Regions from separate parts of the Macaca mulatta genome. Here region 2 is linked to region 1. Evidence: chromatin contacts called from public Hi-C data. All regions are on one chromosome and are shown on one strand. Each heading gives the region's core, a stretch centred on a gene start, on an enhancer-like site or on the middle of the called end of the contact. The rest is flanking DNA. Distances are from core to core; before and after follow the strand shown. Region 1 holds the start of RELA (RELA proto-oncogene, NF-kB subunit). Region 2 holds the start of PCNX3 (pecanex 3).

Evidence for each region. A called contact is a pair of places that touch in the nucleus more often than the background predicts.
Region 2: a contact with region 1 is called in a Hi-C map of liver, with 1.7 times the contacts expected there. The contact joins the promoter of PCNX3 here to the promoter of RELA in region 1. A contact is called at or near these places in 2 of 14 Hi-C or Micro-C datasets (blood and liver).

Annotation. Positions count from the first base shown.
Region 1 is chr14:8,681,707-8,687,104 of T2T-MMU8v2.0, reverse strand. It overlaps RELA (RELA proto-oncogene, NF-kB subunit), which reads right to left and starts at 3,498. Exons shown (of 11, transcript XM_077962342.1): 1 at 3,209-3,498. It overlaps KAT5 (lysine acetyltransferase 5), which reads left to right and starts at 3,413. Exons shown (of 13, transcript XM_015113688.3): 1 at 3,413-3,658; 2 at 3,758-3,824; 3 at 4,155-4,223; 4 at 4,311-4,447; 5 at 4,982-5,056; 6 at 5,163-5,237. The coding sequence starts at 3,647.
Region 2 is chr14:8,774,638-8,779,751 of T2T-MMU8v2.0, reverse strand. PCNX3 (pecanex 3) reads left to right here and starts at 2,422. Exons shown (of 33, transcript XM_077962142.1): 1 at 2,422-3,100; 2 at 3,458-3,645; 3 at 3,880-3,979; 4 at 4,102-4,141; 5 at 4,243-4,338; 6 at 4,572-5,114. The coding sequence starts at 2,948. MAP3K11 (mitogen-activated protein kinase kinase kinase 11) reads right to left here and starts at 875. Exons shown (of 10, transcript NM_001257468.1): 1 at 1-875. The coding sequence starts at 383.

The DNA.
Region 1 (5,398 bases), core at 2,249-4,748:
AAAAAAAAAAAAGAAACCTAATATACAAAACAACGGCTGGGTGCGGTGGCCCTAGCACTTTGGGAGGCTGAGGTAGGCAGATTGCTTGAGCTCAGGAGTTTGAGGCCAGCCTGAGCAACATATTTTTCTTTTCTTTCTTTATTTTATTTATTTATTTATTTATTTTTTGAGACTGAGTCTCCCTCTGTCGCCCAGGCTGGAGTGCAGTGGCATGATCTTGGCTCACTGCAACCTCTGCCTCCTGGGTTCAATCGATTCTCCCACCTCAGCCTCCCGAGTAGCTGGGACTATAGGCGCCTGCCACCAAGTCCGGCTAATTTTTGTATTTTCAGTAGAGACGTGGTTTCACCATATTGGCCAGGCTGGTTTCGAACTCCTGACTCTGTGATCCACCTGCCTCGGCCTCCCAAAGTGCTGGGATTACAGGTGCGAGCCACCGTGCTCGGCCTCTTTTTTTCTTCTGAGACAGAGTCTCGTTCTGTCGCCCAGGCTGGAGTGCAGTGGCACCATCTTGGCTGACTGCAACCTCTGCCTCCTGGGTTCAAGAGATTCTCTAGCCTCAGCCTCCTGAGTAGCTGGGATTATGGATGGATGCCACAAATGCCCAGCTAACTTTCGTATTTTTAGTAGAGATGGGGTTTTAACATGTTGGCCAGGCTGGTCTCCAATGCCTGACCTCAAGTGATCTGCCCGCCTCGGCCTCCCAAAATGCTGGTGTCAGAGGTGCATGAACCAGAGCAATTCTATCTAGAACAGGAGCTGGGTAAAATGAGGCTGAGACCTACTGGGCTGCGTTCCCAGAGGGTTAAGACATTCTAAGTCACAGGATAAGACAGGTGGTACAAGATACAGGTCATAAAGACCTTGCTGATAAAACAGATTGCAGTACAGAAGCCAACTAAAACCCACCAAAACCAACGTGGCCACTAGAGCAACCTCTGGTCGTCCTCACTGCCACACTCCTACCAGTGCCATGACAGTTTACCAGTGCCATGGTAGTGTCAGGAAGTTACTGTGTATGGTCTAAAGACAAGAGACATGAATAATCCACCCCTTGCTTAGCATATCATCAAGAAATAACCATAAAAATGGGCTGGGCGCAGTGGCTCACGCCTGTAATCCCAGCACTTTGGGAGGCTGAGGCGGGCGGATCACAAGGTCAGGAGATCGAGACCATCCTGGCTAACACGGTGAAACGCCGTCTCTACTAAAAATACAAAAAATTAGCCGGGCATGGTGGCGGGTGCCTGTAGTCCCAGCTACTTGGGAGGCTGAGGCAAGAGAATAGTGTGAACCCGGGAGGTGGAGCTTGCAGTGAGCCGAGATAGTGCCACTGCACTCCAGCCTGGGTGACAGAGGGAGGCTCCATCTCAAAAAAAAAAAAAAAAAAAAAAAAAAAAAAAAAAAAAAAAAACATAAAAATGAACAATCAGCATTGAGTTTCTTTACTTTCCTAACAAACTTGCTTTCACTTTATGGACTCGCCCTGAATTTTTTTTTTTTTTTGAGACGGAGTCTTGCTCTGTTCCCAGGCTGGAGTGCCGGTGGTGCGATCATGCTCACTGCAACCTCCACCTCCCGGGTTCAAGTGATTCTCCTGCCTCAGCTTCCCGAGTAGCTGGGATTACAGGCGGGCACCACCACGCCTGCCTAATGTTTGTATTTTTAGTAGAGATGGGGTTTCATCATGTTGGTCAGGCTGGTCTTGAACTCCTGACCTCAAGTAATCCGCCTGCCTCAGCCTCCTAAAGTGCTGGACTCGCCCCGAATTCTCTATTGTGTGAGATCCAAGAACCCTCTCTTGGGGTCTGGATAGGCCCTTTCCTGTTAACACTGGGATTGCAGGCGTAAGCCACCATGTTCAGCCACCTTTGAGGCAGGAAAATAGCGTCTGGAGGCAGGCAACATACAAGGCCGACTCACATTTCAGTTATGACAGGAAATATCCTCTCCTTAGGGCATACACCCTAAATGACTTTGTAACTTTACTTCATCCTCTTCATTTACACAGGGCGTATCCCAAGTACCCAAGAGTATTTAAACTCCAACAAATCCTGTAACTGGCCCCTATGGTCAGCCGGCCCCCACACTGGAGTGTACTTTCATTTTCAATAAATCGTTCATTCCTTCCTTGCTTTGTGCGTTTTGACCAATTCTTTTGTTCTTCTTTTTCTGTTTTTTTTTTTTTTTTTGAGACAGAGTCTCGCTCTGTCAGCCAGGCTGGAGTGTAGTGACATGATCTCGGCTCACTGCACACTCCGCCTCCCAGGTTCAGGCCATTCTCCTGCCTCAGCCTCCCGAGTAGCTGGGACCACAGATGCCCGCCAAAACGCCCGGCTAATTTTTTGTATCTTTTTTTTTTTTTTTTTTTTTTTGTAGAGACGGGGTTTCACCGTGTTGGCCAGGATGATCTCGATCTCCTGACTTCGTGATCCGCCCGCCTCGGCCTCTCAAAGTGCTGGGATTACAGGCGTGAGCCACCGCGCCCAGCCGTTTTGTCCAATTCTTTAAGATGCCAAGAATCTGGACACCCTCCACCAGTGACATCTTCACAGTTCTGAGGAGTATTCATGGGGTATTTTGTAGAATGTTTCTCAATTGGTATTTGTCTGATCTTTTTCTCATGATTAGGCTGGAGGTAGCTGGGATTTCAGGTGTGAGCCACCATGCCCAGTCTCCAAATCCTGTTTACGCAAAAATTTTTAAAAATTAGCCAGCCTTGGTAGTGCGCGCCTGTAGTCCCAGCTACTCAGGAGCCTGAGGTGGATCACTTGATCCAGGGAGGCGGAGGCTTCAGTGAGCGGAGATTATGCCTCCCCCGCTGCACTCCAGCCTGGGCGACACAGACCTTGTTTCAAAAAAAAAGCCTAATATGGCTGGGCGCCCTGGCTCACGCCTGTAATCCCAGCACTTTGGGAGGCCGAGGCGGGCGGATCACGAGGTCAAGAGATCCAGACCATCCTGGCCAACATGGTGAAACTCCGCCTCTATTGAAAATACAAATATTAGCTGGGTACTCTGGAGGCTGAGACAGGAATATTCGCTTGAACCCGGGAGGCGGAGGTTGCAGGGAGCCGAGATGGCGCCACTGCACTCCAGCCTGGCGACAGAGCGAGACTCCGTCTCAAAAATAAAAGAAGCCTAATACACGAAATAAAGCTAGAAATCTTCCCTGAGTCCTCCTGCCTACGGAATGAAGTCCACAGACCTGGGGGAGCGTTCGAGCCCCTCTAAGCACAGTTCCTTTCTCCAGCCTCTCGCGCGCAGTTCACTCCCGACAACACCTCCCGCCGCCACAAGGAGACGCCCGAGGACTGCCCTCCGTCAAAGCCCAAACGGTATTGCCACGTGACCCGCTCCGCATCCACGTGAACAGCGTCGCACCCGGTGGGCGTCACGTGACAGACTCAGTAGTTCTCCAATCGCTGTGCACGTTGTGGGGTTTCCACCTAGGACTCGGCCTGAGGCTTGTAACACTTCGTTTTCCCAGGAGTCACAGGGGCAGTCTTGCCCCTTGCAACTGGGTCGCGGTGACTCTCAAAGGTCCCCCTCTACAGGGGCTTCGTGAGGCCCGGGCCTACAGCGGGCTCGGTCCCGGAAGTGACGTCTCCCACAGGGGCCGGAAGTGGCAGTGGAGGGAGGGAAGATGGCGGAGGTGGTGAGTCCGGTGCCCGGGGCGGGGCGGAGGGAGCCAGGGGAGGTGGGTAGAGCCCGAGGCCCCCCAGTAGCCGACCCTGGCGCCGCGCTGTCTCCCCAGGGGGAGATAATCGAGGGCTGCCGCCTACCCGTGCTGCGGCGGAACCAGGACAACGAAGATGAGTGGCGTGAGTGACGTTGGGGGGCGGGGCTAAGGAACCTGAGGGCGAGGGGCGGGAGGGAGTCAACTGAACCCCCGGGATGGGGAGGGGCCTCTGGAATTATGGGGCGGGCGGGGCGCAGATACTCCCATGAAGGGGCGTGGCTCTTAGCTGCTCCGAGAGGTACAGGGCGGGGCCTGGAAAGGGGTGGCAGTAGTGACTGAAGGAGACTTAGGAGAGACCTTCTAAGTGCTGGAGCTTAGGGATCCGGCCTTGGGGTGGAGTTCAGGTCGTGGAAGGGTGGAGTCTCAGCCTGGCCCGGCCCGTCTAAGGCCCCTGCCTATGCTATTCCCATAGCCCTGGCTGAGATCCTGAGCGTGAAGGACATCAGTGGCCGGAAGCTTTTCTACGTCCATTACATTGACTGTGAGTTCTGGGCCTGAGGTGGGGCATCAGGGTAGGGTTGGGGAACAGTCTTTGGCATTCTGTCCTGAGCCATCCCCACTGCTGCAGTCAACAAACGTCTGGATGAATGGGTGACGCACGAGCGGCTGGACCTAAAGAAGATCCAGTTCCCGAAGAAAGAGGCCAAGACCCCCACCAAGAACGGACTTCCTGGGTCCCGTCCCGGCTCTCCAGAGAGAGAGGTGGTGAGTAGGTCCCCCACTTCACCTCTTCTCTCCTGCCTCGTGTTTCTCTTATCTGTTGGCATTAGGGGCTCCTGGATGGGCAGTAGGCGGCTCCCTCTCACCCTGACTTCATCTTGCAAAGGATGGGGGCCGAATTGCACATGTAGCTCCCAGAGTCCAGTAGCTAGTCCTGTGTCCTTCAGAAGGCGAGGGTGGGGTTTGATAATTTTGAGCTGAGGGACCCCTGTTCCCCTTCCCCATTCCACTGCCATCCCCGCCCCAGAGGAAGACCCTGGACCTATCTCTACAGCCGGCCTCGGCCCAGGCAAGCGGGAAGACCTTGCCAATCCCGGTCCAGATCACACTCCGCTTCAACCTGCCCAAGGAGCGGGAGGCCATTCCCGGTGGCGAGCCTGACCAGCCGCTCTCCTCCAGCTCCTGCCTGCAGCCCAACCACCGCTCAACGGTACCCTCAGCAATTCCAGGGACCTTGCTTTCTTCTCAGGTCCCACCTTCTCTACCTTCTGACCCACCTTTGTTGGTTTCTCTCTGCAGAAACGGAAGGTGGAGGTGGTTTCACCAGCAACTCCAGTGCCCAGCGAGACAGCCCCGGCCTCGGTTTTTCCCCAGGTGAGTTTCCCAAACCATTTCTTGTTCCCTTTCTCTCTTCTACTCTCTGGTGGCCTTTTTCAGGCTCATCTCACAGCCATCCCTTCTTTTACTACTATATCTGCAGAATGGAGCAGCCCGTAGGGCAGTGGCAGCCCAGCCAGGACGGAAGCGAAAATCGAATTGTTTGGGCACTGATGAGGTGGGTCTGGGGAGCAACAGAAGGAGCTGGGTGAAAAGGAAGGGATGCAAGCAGGGTGGAGAGTTAGTGATGAGTTTAAAAATAAAGAAGGGGTGGTAGGCGGGGCTAGTGTTGGTGGGATTAGGAGCCAGGCAGAACATGGTTCAAATGAGTCATTGGGG
Region 2 (5,114 bases), core at 1,173-3,672, 94 kb before region 1:
AAGCCTCCAATGCCGATCACCTCCTCCAGCCGCAGCTCCTGGAAGCTGGCCACCTCGCAGGGGGGCGGGCCGCCACCCCGAGACACATAGTTGGATGGGAAGATGCCCACCTGGCCACCCACCTGGCCTGCCCACCAGCCCTCGTCTCCTGAGATGGCTGCGTCCCGGGACAGCACCTCCACACGGTCACCCTTCCTCAGGGCCAGCTCGTCCTGCCCACTGGGCTCGTAGTCGAACAGGGCTGTCCACACCGGGTTGGCATAACCCGCTGCCTTTGGAGACCCCTCAGGCCGGCCTCCTCCACTGCCCCCACCACCCCCGCTGCCACTGCCATTCCATGACCCTAGAGGGCTCTTGAGGAAGAGGCTCTTCAAGGGCTCCATGGCCGGGAGCCGGCGTTGGGATGTGTGGAGGACCTTCTCTGGGTGCCCGTGGTCCCCACCCCCGCTGGCTGCCAAGGCCCTAGTCCCGGAACCTGGGCATCCGGGCCCTGGCCCTCAGCCCCAGACCCACGCCTCTCTGGGGAGCCAGGAGTGTCGCCTCCCGGCCCCCCGCATCTCGGGCTTCTGGAGGAGGGCACCCAGGGCAGTGTGGTCAGGCCGGGGGGGTGGGGCCCCGGGGCCTCCGACGCCTCACCATGGCTAGCTTGGAGGGGCCCGAGCTTCCCTCGGTCCTGGAGCAGTCCTGGGAGCCTGGCTCCGGCCCCCGCCAAGCGTAAGGTGGGGCCTCCAGGGGCAGCGCCTCAACTCCGGTTGGGTCTTTTTGCGCGGGGGTGGAGGGAGCGTCCACAGTTGGGCCCAGACTGCCTGTTCCTGTCCCCGGCTCCTTTGGTCCCGACGGCTCCGACCCCGCTCCCTTCTTCCTCCTCCCTTTGTACTTTGGCCTCGGGGGCGGGAGGCAGAGGTGGAGGGTGGAGTTTCACTTTTTTCCGCTCTTCTCCCTCCTGCAGGAAACAGCATCAGATGACGCGGGCGGCCTGCACCGCTCCCCTCCCAGAGGCTCCAGCAGGGGAGTTCCCGGGTAGGCGGGCCAGGAGAGGCAGAGGAGGGAAAGGGCAGAACCAGATTCCCCATCACAGCAGGCTTTGAGATATAGAAAGAAAAGCCTCCAGCTGCGTGCTCTGCTGGCCAGGGTGCAGGTTGGTCTCTGCTAAGGATGGGCCATCTCTGTCCTCTGCATCCGCACTGGCGTCAGCAAAACGGGGTTACAGAACCACACTTGGGAAGGGGGTGAACCCAAGTCTGGTGTTGGCTGCGAAGTTGTGGGACTGTGCGATCCATCCATTCTGAGCCTCATTATTTTCCTTCTTTCTTTCTTTTTTCTTTTTTTGAGACGGAGTCCTTTCTCTGTCACCCAGGCTGGTATGCAATGGCGCAGTCTAAGCTCACTGCAACCTCTGCCTCCCGGGTTCAAGCGATTCTCCTGCCTCAGCCTCCCGAGTAGCTGGGACTACCGGCGCGTGGCACCACGGCCGGCTAATTTTTGTATTTTTGGTAGAGACGGGTTTCACCACGTTGACCATGCTGGTCTCAAACCCCTGACCTCGTGATCCGCCCGCCTCGACCTCCCAAAGTGCTGGGATTACAGGCGTGAGCCACCGCGCCCGGCCATTCTTTTCATATATGATATGAGTACAAGAAAGCTCTGCCTCGCAGAGCTAGTGGGATGGGGTGGGGAAGACTGGAGGACAGACGGAACTGGCTGCACCTCAAGCTCTTGGAGTGGATTGTCTAAGGTTCTGCTCTTCTCCTCACCTGGGAAACAATCCGCTTCTTCATATCCCTTCCCCATTGGCAGAATCCTGAGACTTGTCCAGAACTTTGCCCACGATTGGATTCAGAATAGCTGAGTCGCCCTCAGAACCTCTGGATAGGGCTGCCCCAATTGCTTTAAGCCTGTCACTTTAAGAAAGACGACGCTATCCTTTTTCGACTATTCCTGCCTGTTCCGGAAGGTTGTTCTCTACACCCTAGGTCTGAGCTCTGACCCGGAAGTAGACGCCGCTGGGAGCCGAGAAACGATCAGGACGTAGGAGGTCCAGCATTAAAGGGGGCGGACCGAGAGGGGCGTGCTTCGGTAGTGCAGAACACTCGCTGCAACTAGGGGATTCCACGCCTCCATCTTTTCCCCGTCTCCTGTAACTCATTGGAAGAGCTGTGCGCCAATTACTTTGCCGTTACCCAATGGCTACTCAACTGTCTCTTTGGTTCCGCCCAGTCGTCTACCCTGGGTTGGCGACGCCTGGGTGTACGCATGCGCCCAAACGCTTTTGCGCATGTACTTGCTTTAGTTCTGGACTCTGCGCACGCACAAATGGCACCCCTCGCGTCCTACCGCGCCACCACCTCTCTGCGCTTGCGCATTCATGCCGTCAAGTTTTCCTTTTCCGGGTCTCAATTGGAACCGTTGGACGCATGCGCCACTGAAGGCTGGCGGCTCGCGGCTCCTTCTTCCGGCCTCTTCCTTAGGCCGGCACCGGCAGAAGCCGGGCGAGCGCGGAGCCCCAAGCGAGTGACCTGCGACCCCGGAAGTGGACCCCAGATCCTGGGGTTCTCCCTGGTCCGGAGACTAGAGAGCTGTCGCCTGCACCCCGGGAGCATCCACCCCACGCCCACCTCTGGATGCCGCCGACGGGTGCCCGGCCCGTGCCCCGCGCCTGCCTGACGGCTCGGCCCCTCGGAGCAATTCTGGGCCACGAGTGGGGACGCGGACCCCGCCCCTGATGCAGCCCCACCCCCGCGTCTGGGCCTTGCACCGCTGACTGTCCCGGTCGGCCCCGCCCCCTGCCCGCACCCTCGCGCGGCCGAGCCCCCCTCCCCCGCTGGGGGAGGCCATGGCGTGAGCGTGAGGCCGGGCCCCGGGGCCCTCAGGCGCCAGACGGGGCATGGGCCGGGGGCCGCCCCCATGAGGGTCCCGGGAGTGGGGCGCGCGCAGCAGCGGCGGGGCCATGGGGTCGCAGGTGTTGCAGATCCTGCGCCAGGGGGTGTGGGCCTCGCTCACCGGCGGTTGGTTCTTCGACCCGCACCAGAGCACCTTCTCCAACTGCTTCCACCTCTATGTCTGGATCTTCCTGCTCATCTTTCCCTTCTTGCTGTACATGGTGAGACGCCACGGCCACCTGTAACTCCAGCCGGGAGAGGGAGGGCAGCCTGGCAGGGATTCGGGGCCGTGCCCTGGGCTCTGGGACGTGGAGAGAGAGGAATTACTGCAGAGTTTGGGTCTGCGTGGAAGAGGCCAAAGTCTACCTTTCTTGGATCGAGTGACCTTGAACCCCACACTTAATGTTATCCAGCTAAATAGAAGACAGAGCTCGTTGCCAAGGGCTGTGTAGTGGTTGTGTGCAGAGGTGATGAAGTTTTCTAGTGAGTCTGTGAATCCTAGCTATGGCGACGATGGCAGCTACGTCCTGTAGTGGCAAGGCTTTGTGAAAAGAGACCTGGTTTACTTTCATCTTCAGGTCCTGCCTCCCAGCTTGATGGTGGCCGGCGTGTACTGCCTCGTGGTGGCTGTCATCTTTGCTGCCATCAAGACCGTCAACTATCGGCTGCATGCCATGTTTGACCAGGGCGAGATCGTGGAGAAGCGCAGCTCTACCATGGGGGAGCTGGAGGAAGAGCCTGCCCAGGGGGACAGCAATCCGCCCAGGTGGGTGGGGTAGGGACTGTGCTGGGGATTGAGGGGTTTTGGTGCCTGGGCCTGAACCTTGCAGGGTGGAGTAGGGACTTAGGGAACATTGGCTCTCTGAGTGAATGTGAACACTTGTCTTGTGTTAGCCTAGGAATTGTAAAGTGACTTCTGAAGAAGAAGCAGTGACAAAGATGGAAGTAGCATACACAGAGGAGAGGTTAGCTCAAAGCTGCTGTTCTTTTTCACTGCCAGGGACCCCGGAGTGGAGATGACAGTGTTCCGGAAAGTCAGTTCCACACCCCCAGTGCGCTGCAGCTCCCAGCACTCTGTGTTTGGCTTCAACCAGGTCTCGGTGAGTGGGCCTGGACTTCAGCTTGTCCTGCTGTTCCTCCGCGAGCCAGTCCCTACTGTGGGTGCGTCCTGAGCCTACTTCTTGCCTTGTTTGCTCCTTCACGCCTCTCTCTGTCTACTCAGGAGCTGCTGCCCCGAATGGAGGACTCTGGGCCCCTGAGAGGTAGGTGGCTGCTCTTTAGGGTTGGAGCATAGTGCTGTGGAACAGGGGCTGGCATGCTGTGCCAGGGGGTCCTGCTGACACCTCTGGGGCCGTGGTTGCAGACATCAAGGAGCTGGTGCGGGAGCAGGGCAGCAACAATGTGATCGTGACCTCTGCTGACCGAGAGATGCTGAAGCTCAGCTCGCAGGAGAAACTGAGTGCGTGGGCCTTATGGGGCTGAGGCTTGTGGGCTAGACCAGCTGTTTTGTCATTGAATCCCCTCAACTTTGGCTCCATCCTGGGTCTCCTCTGTATTCCTCTGTGGGACCTCCCCAGTGTGCTGCTGTGGCTGGGCTCTCAGGAAAAGTACAGGGCATAAGAGCCCCCTTACCACCAGTTCCTTTTGCAGAAAACCCTTTTTCTCATTTTCTGTCTCCCGTTCTTCTGGCAGTTGGAGACCTTCCCCAGACGCCTCCAGGGGCTGTCCCAGACCCCTCTCTTCCCAGTACAGACTCTTCAGAGCCTTCTCCTCTGGCTGGAGATGGAGCGCCCTGGAGTGGGAGCAGCATGGCTGACACTCCCATGAGCCCCCTCCTGAAGGGGAGCCTCAGCCAGGAGCTGAGCAAGAGCTTCCTGACCCTGACCCGGCCTGACCGGGCCCTGGTGAGGACCAGCAGTCGACGGGAGCAACGCAGGGGGGCAGGTGGCTATCAGCCCCTTGACCGGCGGGGCTCAGGGGAGCCCACGCCCCAGAAAGCGGGCTCCTCAGACTCTTGCTTCAGCGGCACTGATAGGGAGACATTGAGCAGCTTCAAGAGTGAGAAGACCAACTCCACCCATCTGGACAGCCCCCCAGGGGGGCCAGCCCCTGAGGGCAGCGACACAGACCCACCCTCTGAGGCTGAGCTGCCCGCCTCGCCAGACGCCGGAGTCCCCTCAGATGACACGCTGCGTTCCTTTGACACGGTCATTGGAGCAGGGACACCACCGGGCC